Regions from separate parts of the Mus musculus genome. Here regions 1 and 2 are each linked to region 3. Evidence: chromatin contacts called from public HiChIP or PLAC-seq data. All regions are on one chromosome and are shown on one strand. The core of a region is the stretch at or near the end of the contact, and the rest is flanking DNA. Distances in the headings are between cores, read along the strand shown. Region 1 has its middle 24 kb from the start of Capza2. Region 2 overlaps Met (met proto-oncogene). Region 3 overlaps Gm4876 (predicted gene 4876).

The links. HiChIP or PLAC-seq counts read pairs in DNA pulled down with a chosen protein or histone mark.
Region 1: a FOXA1 HiChIP or PLAC-seq map of pancreatic cancer cells shows a contact between it and region 3. The contact joins two enhancer-like sites. A contact is called at or near these places in 1 of 15 datasets of contacts at CTCF or cohesin (the NIH/3T3 cell line), 1 of 484 Hi-C or Micro-C datasets (bone marrow-derived macrophages) and 3 of 115 datasets of contacts at active chromatin or transcription factors (bone marrow-derived dendritic cells, bone marrow-derived macrophages and pancreatic cancer cells).
Region 2: a contact with region 3 is called in an HNF4G HiChIP or PLAC-seq map of pancreatic cancer cells. The contact joins two enhancer-like sites. A contact is called at or near these places in 1 of 484 Hi-C or Micro-C datasets (bone marrow-derived macrophages) and 1 of 115 datasets of contacts at active chromatin or transcription factors (pancreatic cancer cells).

The regions. Positions count from the first base shown.
Region 1 is chr6:17,611,183-17,614,564 of GRCm38.p6, reverse strand. No RefSeq gene overlaps it. Among named protein-coding and RNA genes, the nearest start is that of Capza2, 24 kb to the left of the region's middle. Within about 2 kb of position 1,709, at least 75 of the 459 cell types and tissues checked have an H3K27ac peak or open chromatin away from gene starts, as enhancers often do. A contact at or near this core is called in pancreatic cancer cells, where this site is marked.
Region 2 is chr6:17,546,747-17,550,353 of GRCm38.p6, reverse strand. Met (met proto-oncogene) reads right to left here. Exons shown (of 22, transcript NM_008591.2): 13 at 3,258-3,404; 14 at 1,515-1,668; 15 at 1,182-1,322. Among named protein-coding and RNA genes, the nearest start is that of Gm52893, 6.8 kb to the right of the region's middle. Within about 2 kb of position 1,308, at least 40 of the 459 cell types and tissues checked have an H3K27ac peak or open chromatin away from gene starts, as enhancers often do. A contact at or near this core is called in pancreatic cancer cells, where this site is marked.
Region 3 is chr6:17,138,519-17,141,846 of GRCm38.p6, reverse strand. The region is part of intron 1 of Gm4876 (predicted gene 4876); the gene reads left to right. Among named protein-coding and RNA genes, the nearest start is that of Gm4876, 32 kb to the left of the region's middle. Within about 2 kb of position 1,621, at least 13 of the 459 cell types and tissues checked have an H3K27ac peak or open chromatin away from gene starts, as enhancers often do. A contact at or near this core is called in pancreatic cancer cells, where this site is marked.

The DNA.
Region 1 (3,382 bases), core at 460-2,959, 470 kb before region 3:
CAACATTGAAATTGAATTCTCACCCCTACCACACTTTAGAGATAGTAGTTAGAGGGTTGGGAGAATGTGACCATGTTTTCTGTGTATATATATAAGCTATTCACTGAGACAAAGTCTCATATAGTCTTGGCTGCCTCAGACTCACAGTAGCTGAAGAATGCCTTTCAACTCTTAGTCCTTCTACCTGTACCATCCCATCTGTTTTATAAATCACACAACATTTGGTGTGTTTCCATGTACATCTGCATAGTAACTTAGAAACTCCCTTAACTTCTGAACAGAATGGTGACTCATGTCATTATCAATGATTTTTGATCCCAGAACTACACCTTGATTTCCTGAAGAAAAAAAAAAAAAAAAAAAGGACCAGCAGGGAATTGTATTGTCAAGGACAGCAATGACCCAAGAAGAAACAATAGCTCATAGGTTTCTAAGGCAACAGGAGTCACTTGAGGTCAAGATGGCTAAGATGCTTGCCTTGGTTAATTCTCTGTTTCATTGTAGTATAGAGGTAGGTGCCATGCTTATGCTTTCTGCTCTAAGGTGCAGTGTTTCAGCATTTTGTCCAGAATCTCTGACTACTCATTGTGGAGTTAGGTCATGGACCTACTGAGTCTTGTATGATCTAGCTTGGAACCATTTTTTATGGTATAGCTCGAAAGCTCCTATCCCAATATTCACATTATCTACTTCAGAGAAGGGGTTCCTTCTTTCCTTTATGTTATGCTTAGGTCTTGATGTCTCTTCAAGCAACTCAGAGATCTTCAACTTCATTGTTTAGTGACACTACTCACCTCACTATCAGAATCCACCCATTCACAAGAACATCATGCCATGATCCTAATTGAACTCCATTTTGTGCTATTGGAGTCGCTTATGAAGTGGAACCATCTTGAAGTTCAGAAAAAAGCTCCTGGGGACTGCTAAGGATGCAGAGTCAAAGCCTGGCAAAGGCTGCCTCTCATCTTCAGAACTCTTGATGCCTATCTCCTAAATATCCTCTCGTTGTGTGGATATCCGGTGTGCATCTCAGCACTGAGCCCTCTCAACTTGGCCAATAAATGGAGCTATGCTTTTCTGCTACTACTGACCTTGATGTCTGTGAGAGGAACTCAGGTGCTCAGACAAAAATAGTCTGACTCCTTTAGATATAACATGGATCGAATGTACAAGAATTGAGCAAGAAATTTAATTCACCCGTGCAATCGTGTTATTTTTAGTAAAATAGAAAATCATTATAGTACCTGTGTCATTTGGCTACAATAAAACATACATGAGATAATGTGTAAAAGGCACTTTGAAAATTGTCTGATTCATAGTGAAGCACTGATAAACAGTAACTTTTATTATTGTGAGATGGTTGGCAGAAGGAGAAAATGCAAAGTGACACCCTCCCCCATTATGCTTTAGGGACATTGTAAGATTAGAATTCTTGAGATACCATTCACTGCCTTAACAGGTCCCTTTCTCTGTATATAATCAAAAAAATAAAGAAATAAAAATCAAACCAAAACACCCCCCCCAAGAGCCCCACTCCCCAGATCTTCCAGATTAAACATGAAAGACTAAATATGGCACCTACAGTTGGGTGGGTACAAAGCAGCGACCCAACTAACAACAGTAATTTCCTGGGAGCTGTCATGGCAACTCACCCTTGATGCACTGGTGCTGAGTCCACTGTATCTGTGAATGCTAGTCTGAGTCATACTGCCAAATAAGGTCTGGTTTACTGCTTTCACCTTCGCCAGCAGAAAACATGCATGGCACTCTGGACAGACACACCTCATCCTGGGCTTTGTTTCGTCTTCACTTGTGAGCCTGGCTTTCTTCCCGTTTGTCTGAGAGTCTACTCTGCTCCTAAATAATGTGTTTTGTAGCTTGGACTCTCTGACTTATACCTTTTCTCAAAATCTAAACCACTGTTTATGAAAAATAGCAGATGTAAACTCGTCCTCTAATAGACTTGCCCCATCCCTCTAATAATGAAGAACTTTTTAGAGTGGGGACGTTGCTCAGTCAGTAATGCATTCACTACACAAGCAAGATGACCTTAATTAGATCCCTAGAAACCATATAAAAAAATCTACACGTGGTGTCACTCACTTGTAATCCCAGCTCTGGAAAGGGAAAGAGAAGTGAATCCCTGTCAATCATGGGTCAGCCACCCTGCCTTATTCAGGGAATTCCAGGCCACTTTTACAAACAAAAATGGTTGGTCCTTTGATCTTAATACTCAAGAGACAGAGGCAGGTGGAGTCTCTGTGAGTCTAAGACTAGATAGGACTATGAAGGCAGTTGCAAGCCAGTCATGGTCACACAGTAAGATACTGTCTCAAACAAAACAAACAAGACAAGACAAAACAAAGCACTAAAGCACTTGAGGAACTATATCTGAGGATGGTCTCCAGTGTCTGAAGCCATGTACATACAGACACACTACACCCACCTCTACACACATGGCAGTACTGACTAAAAGACCTCCTCATCCCAAGATCCTAGGTGCACTGTGGACAAAAGCTCTCAACCTAGTTCCTGATGTGGATGGCTTCAGCAGAAGAAAGCTCCTGTGGCCACTGTCAAGTCAGGTGCCTTGTGTCTAATGACTGATCAATGTAGGCATAAAAAAAGATTCATCCCAACGCACAGCCAGGAAAGCTCAACAGGGACAACCCCACCTCAGAACGCCCTGTCTTGCTGGCTGATTGCTTCACTTGATGGTACTGAAGCTCCTCTCCTCAACACTGCTTCCTCAAATTTCTTCTCAGAGTGGCTGTTTCTAAACCCTCTTAAGTAAATCTCTCATCCAGTGACCGCCATCGCACAGTTGGCCTCGGGGTGATCCCAAACTCTGACATATATAGAGTCTGCTTTTAAAAGAATAATAAACTTGTCTTTCCCATCTGGTTAATGACAGAGTATATTTTCCTGAATATTTCCTAAGATCTATTTTTGCTAGCAGAAACCAATGGGCTTCGCTACGGCTCTTACCGAGCTTTGTGACTGTACATTGTATGTTTTCACTTCCCGTTTGGTTTCCCCTCTCTCCCACACACTTCTTTCTGGTCCCCCAGCCTCACCCCAAATAGCTCCTCTTCCCGATTTCGTGACATTTATTTGATTATCTCTTCTTGGTCCCCTCTCTCCCTCATCTTTAATCTTACTCCTCCTCTCTTTCTTTCCTTCATGTCCTACACACACACAAACACAGATCTAGATTCAATACATGCCATTTGTCTTTCTGAATGTGACTTACTTTGTTTGGTTTTTTGAAATGTAATGATTTCGAGTTCCATACAATTTTTTTTTTTTTTTTTGCAGATGTCATACTTCCATTCTTTTCTTTTCTCTTTCTTTCTTTGCTTTTTCTTTTCTTTTATTATTT
Region 2 (3,607 bases), core at 59-2,558, 410 kb before region 3:
TTCTCCAACTGAATCTGGAGCTGCTCTGCCAACAGACTCTGATGATGTGTGCCCTCCATGCCCAGGACATGTGACTTTTATGTACGTTCTGGTGACACAAACTCAGATCTTCTTTCTTGGGCTATAAGCATTTTATAGACAATTATCTCCCATGCCCAGGAAAGCTTGGTAAAGAGCAGTTAGTTGCAAACCTCAATAATTCCAGGTTAGAGCTATTAAAGATGGTTATGAACTACTACTTATACCTCAAGTTTAAAAGCATGCATTGAGCTTGGTTCGTCCACATTCTTAAAGGACTGGGTTTCCTTCTAACAGTGAATGGAGTCCTGTGGGGCATTCGGTAATCTCTGGAGAACTAACCCAAATCTCAGGAAGGGCAGGCAACAAGCGGTGAGAAACTTGGAATGTTCAGTGTCTCACTGCTGGTGTACTGGCTTGGATGAGCAGCTTCTAACTTCTCAGTATCCACACTGTCTGTGACTCACTTTATTTATCCAATGGTAGATATTTCAACAGGGAAGTGCTTGTACTTGACTCATGTCCTGTAACTTCTAAAGATAATGGCCCTGGTACAATACAGACATTTTGCTTTGTGTAAGACATGTTTAAGTAAAACAATGTGAAATGCCCTGGCCAACCTGACCATTTGTCGGTCTGGTGTTTTGCAAAGCAGATGCTGTTGATGAATAGCAGTGCTGGAGGTTTTTCTTGGATGCATCTCAAAATATATTCAAGTTGTAGATGGTGCTAGGCAAAAGATATGCTCATTGAGAATGTTTTAAAGATGACTAATGGCATAATTCAAAAGTTTCCCCCAAAAGATAGCACTTTAAAATTACATTGAAATAAAAATACTTTATAAGTCTAAATGAAGGGTTAAGGAGAACATCTCAGGTCTTAGAATGGCTGAGGTAAGTTACCTTGCTCAAATAATTCTAAAGTGAACCTGTCTGTACGTGAGCAGAGAGCTTGCAGATGCTAAAATTCCAATATGATACCTGCATGAGTTTGATTTTAAAGTGAAGGCCATGCAATTCTGCATCAAGTTTAGCAGAGGTCAACACCTTTTTTTTTCCTACTTGTATAAAAATATCAGGACAAAAAGCAAAAAGCAAGAACAATGCCACAGCTCACAGAGGTCTATGTATAGATATTTCTCAGGATAGTAAACTGAATTATACCTTCTGGAAAAGTAGCTCTGTAGTCTACAGACTCATTTGAAACCATCTCTGTAGTTGGACTTACACTTCGGGCACTTACAAGCCTATCCAAATGAGGAGTGTGTACTCTTGCGTCATAGCGAACTAATTCACTGCCCAGATCTTAAAACAGAGAGAAAGAGAGAGCTTGTTAAAGACTTTGCTGTCACAGGTCCCAGGAGACTTTGACCCAGTGCCCAGAACTCACAGCCTTTTATGAATGCTTATTAGACAACCCATATATCTCCATGACAGTGTTGAATGTAATCACTAAATCACTATGGTAGCTTCTTAGACAATAAACAAAATATGCACCTTTATGCTTTCTCTTTCTCATCCACAGGAAGAGCCCGGATAATAACAAAACTACTACTGATATTGAGACCGCACCAATGATCAATCCTGCAAAATTCTGATCCGGTTGAACGATCACTTTTCCAAGAACAGTTGAAGAGACTGCTTGCTTCCACTGGAAATATATAAGAAGGAAAGTCAGATTTTGTCCGAGGTTGATATAAAATATACTATCTATGGGGGACCAAGTTTCTCTGGATTCCAATTAGCACCCTGGTGGCCATTATTCTAGAAGGTGCATTACAGCCTTCAGAGTAAGTGAGAATTTCCTTGATTCTGCCTCAATGTCCAGATAATTAGGAAATATTGATTACCTAAAGCATGATTTAGATAAACAAAAATATTCTTTGATCTTGAGGAACTAAAGAATAATGAAGGGAAATGGATCGATCAAGTATTATGATACCATTGAAGTATGAATAAATGAAACTGATGCCCCATTTGGGAGGGTGGAATGCATAGCAGAAAAAATTTCTCAGAAGAGGGGAGACCATATAGGATAATAAAGTCTCATAGTCTATTTCTACTTTGATATATAGAAGAAATCTGTGGTTCCTCCCAGCTCAAGTGCTTTCTGATTTTTAACTTTGATGGTCATTCTGAAATTTCTACATTCGGTCTCAGATTTTGTAATTCTTTTGTATATTTCCATTTCTTAACGTTTCCAGAATATTTCAGGAATCCTTCAAAGCTACCATTTCTAGAGTAAGCAATATATGATATGCATGAAATAAGATATCATTCAGCCATAAACTAGAATGAACCACAAAAATATTTGCCAAGTCAAATGAGCAAGATGCCAAAAGACAAATATTGTATGATTTGACTTAGATGAAATACCCAGGTCAGCAAATTCATAAAGAAAAGAAGTAGATTAGAGGTTACAGGGCTGTGTTACCGCAACTTAAAGAAATTTACAATTTAAATGTTCCAAGCCCCTTGAACTGTACATTCCGAGTGGCAAATTATATGATTTATGCGCTATATCAAAAATAAACTGTTAAAAATAATAAAAGAAATTCTTCTTCTGGGTCATCTGACTTAGTTGTGGATGCGAAAGAAGGTAATACAGAACAATTGGGGGCGGGGTGGAGAGGTGGCTCAGTGGTTAAGAGCAGTGACTACCCTTCCAGAGGTCCTGAGTTCAATTCCCGGCAACCACGTGGTGGTGGCTCACAACCATCTGGAATGGAATCTGATGCCCCTCTCTGGTGTGTCTGAAGACAGCTACAGTGTACTCATATAAATAATAAATAAATAAAACTTAAGAAAAATGATAACAAAAAGATTGATTAAAAAAAAAAAACAACATCAACTGGGTTTCCACTTTACTCTGCCAAGTGGATACGATTCTTTTTATTTATAGAGTTCTATGCATTGTGACCACTGAAGTGGGAAGGCCCCTTAGCCTGGTAAAAAGAGGGAGAAGGGACAGTCTTGCATGTGCTCTGTTCCTTCGGAGAACGGCAGCATGTTTTGGCAAGAGTGTGGCATGACTTTTGAGAATCATACTTTTGACCCAGGGGAAAGAGACAGTGTGATTAAAAACCTAGACATTTCTCAAATCACAGCTAGGAACTGAGGCTGAGCTGATGAGCTAGAGCCAACATACAGATGAGCTTTAATGATTTATTTTAAGCCTCCTGGTGACATAATTACAACGGCATCCCTATTTACATCATGAGAGGCTTGCGGGAACCCCACCTCTATATTTAGCTCGCTGTTCAGTTTGAGCAGGTCACTGGGGACTGTACACAACACAGCTCCAGAGTGCCAGTGGAGACTCTCGCAGCTCTGATTTCCAACTTTTAACACTTCACCTTTAACTGCTTCAGGGTCAATATTGTTTCCCTGGAAGGGAAAAAGAAAACAGAAATGAAAGGTCATTAACACTTCACAGGTCAGTAGGAAGGCTGGCAGTTCTAGAAGGAAGCCAAGAATACAACAAATGCAGACGCTGTTTTCCAAGAAATCTGATTTTTTATGGTGTTCAGCTTCATGGGAGTTGAGCTGGCTGAAAGGGAGTCTGAGCATTTCAGGACACTGGGCAGGAA
Region 3 (3,328 bases), core at 372-2,871:
TTTCTAGCATCCAAGAAGAAGATCCCAGTCAACCACAGTATAGGACACTCCCCTCTTTTCCGACTTTAAAAGGAAAGCAATCATTCCTGGTTGTTTACTTCAGCCTTTTCTGCCAAAATAAACCCCGCTTCCATGCTCTGCTGAGCTCACTGGAGCCCCTCTTCATCCTCAGGGAGGATGATGCTAATTTATGAGTTACCCATAAAAGCAAAAGAGATTACCCAACTAAATTTGAGAAATGAAAGATCAAGAGTTTTAAATAGTTAAATTCAGGAGTACCACTTGAGTGGGTACATTAAAATTCCTCATGGAAAATAAAACACAAATGACTAACATGCAGGGAATTGGAGTTTATGTCATAAAAAAGACAAACAAAAATCTTTCTATCTCCCAACAAGAGAAGATTTTCTTTGCCTAGGCTCCTGTGCCTTTAAAAAGAACATGTCAATTCCAGCTCTAACCATCCTGCCTTCCTCTTCCTCAAGAGTTGTACCTATCCAGGCAGCTCTGTCTCTGTAGGGACTACCTGGGGGAACACTTTGGCTCTGTAGCTCTGCCTTGAACCCATTGCCCTGACCATCTCCTGGGGCGAGGGGAGTGGTGGTGGTGGGGAGGTATGTGTGGGAGGTAAATGTGGCTGCTATTCGAAGGTCACATTCTTCCTTTTATAAGACGACTGGTTGAACTCAACTTCTCTATTTCTGAGTTCAGATAGGAGAGGATATTATTTATGGATTCTGCTAAGATTCCAATCAATGGCTGACTTAAACATAAAACTGGAGGGCTGAAAGAAATACAACAAAACATCCATTAAATAAATTCATTATACAAAAGCTGTCCTCTGGAGAAGATAAACCAACTCATATATATATATATAGATAGATAGATATAGATATAGATATATGCATAGATATATGTATAGATATGCATACACACACACACACACACACACACACACACACATATATATATATATATATATATATATATATATGCTTTGATGTATGATCCAGACATACCACAGAGGGAGCACTGTGTCTACTGTGTGAGTATTGCCCAACTAGCACAGAACTAGTACTTCCAGGAATCCCAAAAGAAGAGAAGAATTTTGAATTATGTTTCTCCCACTCCTGCACATATTGGATGGTATAAAGCAGAGCTAGACTAGCTAGTTGTAGGAAAGTGTCAAGCTGCTCAAGGGTAGAGGCCTGTGCTGGACTGAAATGAACTGCAGAAAGATCATTTGACTGTTCCAACAGCAAACAAGGTGTAAGCTAAAATGAGCTGAGATTAGTGTGGTCCTTGCAGAAACTTGTAACTGACCTTTGCTTAACGATAATGGCATCTCCTCATCACTAGCCTTGTAGACTTTCTGTTCTGGTCATAAAACATGCTGTCCTAAATCCAAGTTCTCTCTCTCTCTCTCTCTCTCTCTCTCTCTCTCTCTCTCTCTCTCTCAGCAAGCCTGCACTCATCCCATGAATGTATAATCCCTCTGCAAAAACACCCAATTCTTCCATGACCTGACCTCTGAAATTTCTCCCCTATGGTGACAAGAGCCTAAGTAGAAATCTCAGTCTGTCCTCTCCATAAGACATTCTAAGTCATCACCACTAGCAACAAAGCTAAACAGTGAAATAAGATTCCAGGCTGTGAGTCATTGATTCTGATGTTTAAATAAGGACCAATCACTCCTCACCATGGCGAATGCAATGAGTTACACCTGAAAAGTTCCTGCCCGGTGACCCTCAGAGGAAAGGTCACTGTGGGAATAAGAGTGTCTCCTTTCAGAGAACAGTAAGGAAGCAAGAGAGTAAATATAAGATCTAGAGGATTCTGACACCCACATATTCATGTGCACCTGCACACCCATGAACACACACACATGATGTGACAAGTTCAAATTCTCTCATAGGTTTTATGGTAAGCATGAATTCTTCTCCTTCAACCCATAGAACTCACTAGTTCCAACTTGGACCCTCTTGAAGGCCCTCTACAATTCCCTAATTTCACATTCCTCAATAGTCTTACAGCTCCTCTCAAATTTGGAGTTGGTCAGTATTTAACTTTTTCATCTCTATAGACAGACTTAACTGTGTTTGAAAACTGTCTCTACAATATAGTACTTTGTCTAATTTCTCCTAACCTTAGTTTTTTCCCATGGGTAATACTTCATAAACAATAGTATACAATCCATAGGCTTGTTGGGAACAGGAACTAGGTAAAATAACATGCACAGTACCTTTGGCATGTAAAAGGCACACAGTAGAGGGTGGTTATAATTAGTGAGCCAATCCATCTCATGCTCTAGCAGAGTGCCACCTCCTGTACTTCAAATGCATTTCTGGGTCTCTTTTAGTGTGGGCTGTGAAGGGAAGGTTCAGTGTCCAATACCTTGTACACATCATGAAGCGCCATAGTATTTGCTGAATCATCTCAAAGAGTAAGCGTATTCAATTGCTTTATCATAGTGCACACCTGTAGCTTCATTCTTGGACCTGACTTAGAATGAATGTTTTTCTTTAATCGCAAGTTTGTTGCAAGCCTGCTTTCTTATTCTAGTGCAATTGGCCCATGGCATGTGAAGGTATAGAGAGCTCTATTTCTATCTTTATTCTATAGGGGGCTTGGATTGCATGTATCAATTTAAGAGTTCTATAAAATCATTATCAGAAATTGTAAAGTCATCAGTTTGTCTATAAACATTACTCCATGAGAGTACATCTTCATGTTGATATGCAGGAAATTTGCCCAATAGGGTACCCAATAGGGTAGGCTGGTGATCAGGAATCATTATGTCATGTAATAGTGACAGGAAAGGCATATCAGCAGCAAGGAGCACTCTGGGATGAGGTCTCTGGTGACTGTGCATCTCAGAGCTTACCCATTTCAGGCAGTGCAAAATAGTGGGCCATCTCCTGAAAACTCATTTGCATGTCTTGGCCTTTTCTAGATGTCTTCTGATAACAATTATTTCATTTTGCTCCCCCAAGTCACAGTGGAAACACATTTGTGATGGTACTGTCATGGAGATGTGACAGGCGTTCTGAGTAGACACTCTGCAGGACCCGGGAGCTTCTCACTTGGGAATCTTTGACCCACACAGATCCTGGAAAGCTCAGTATGCATTTCTATATCCCAGTGCACATGTACAGTAGTGTGAACTGATTCTGCTGTTTACTGTTTAGTACTCGGATGAAAATCACACATGGTATCAGAAGTAGCAAGCAATTAGACTCTTAAGGAAATGGTGATCTTCTATTATGTACTCAGCTTCTTCCTGGGAGTCTTGAGTATAAAACTATTACTAGATAATGCCATTTGCCAG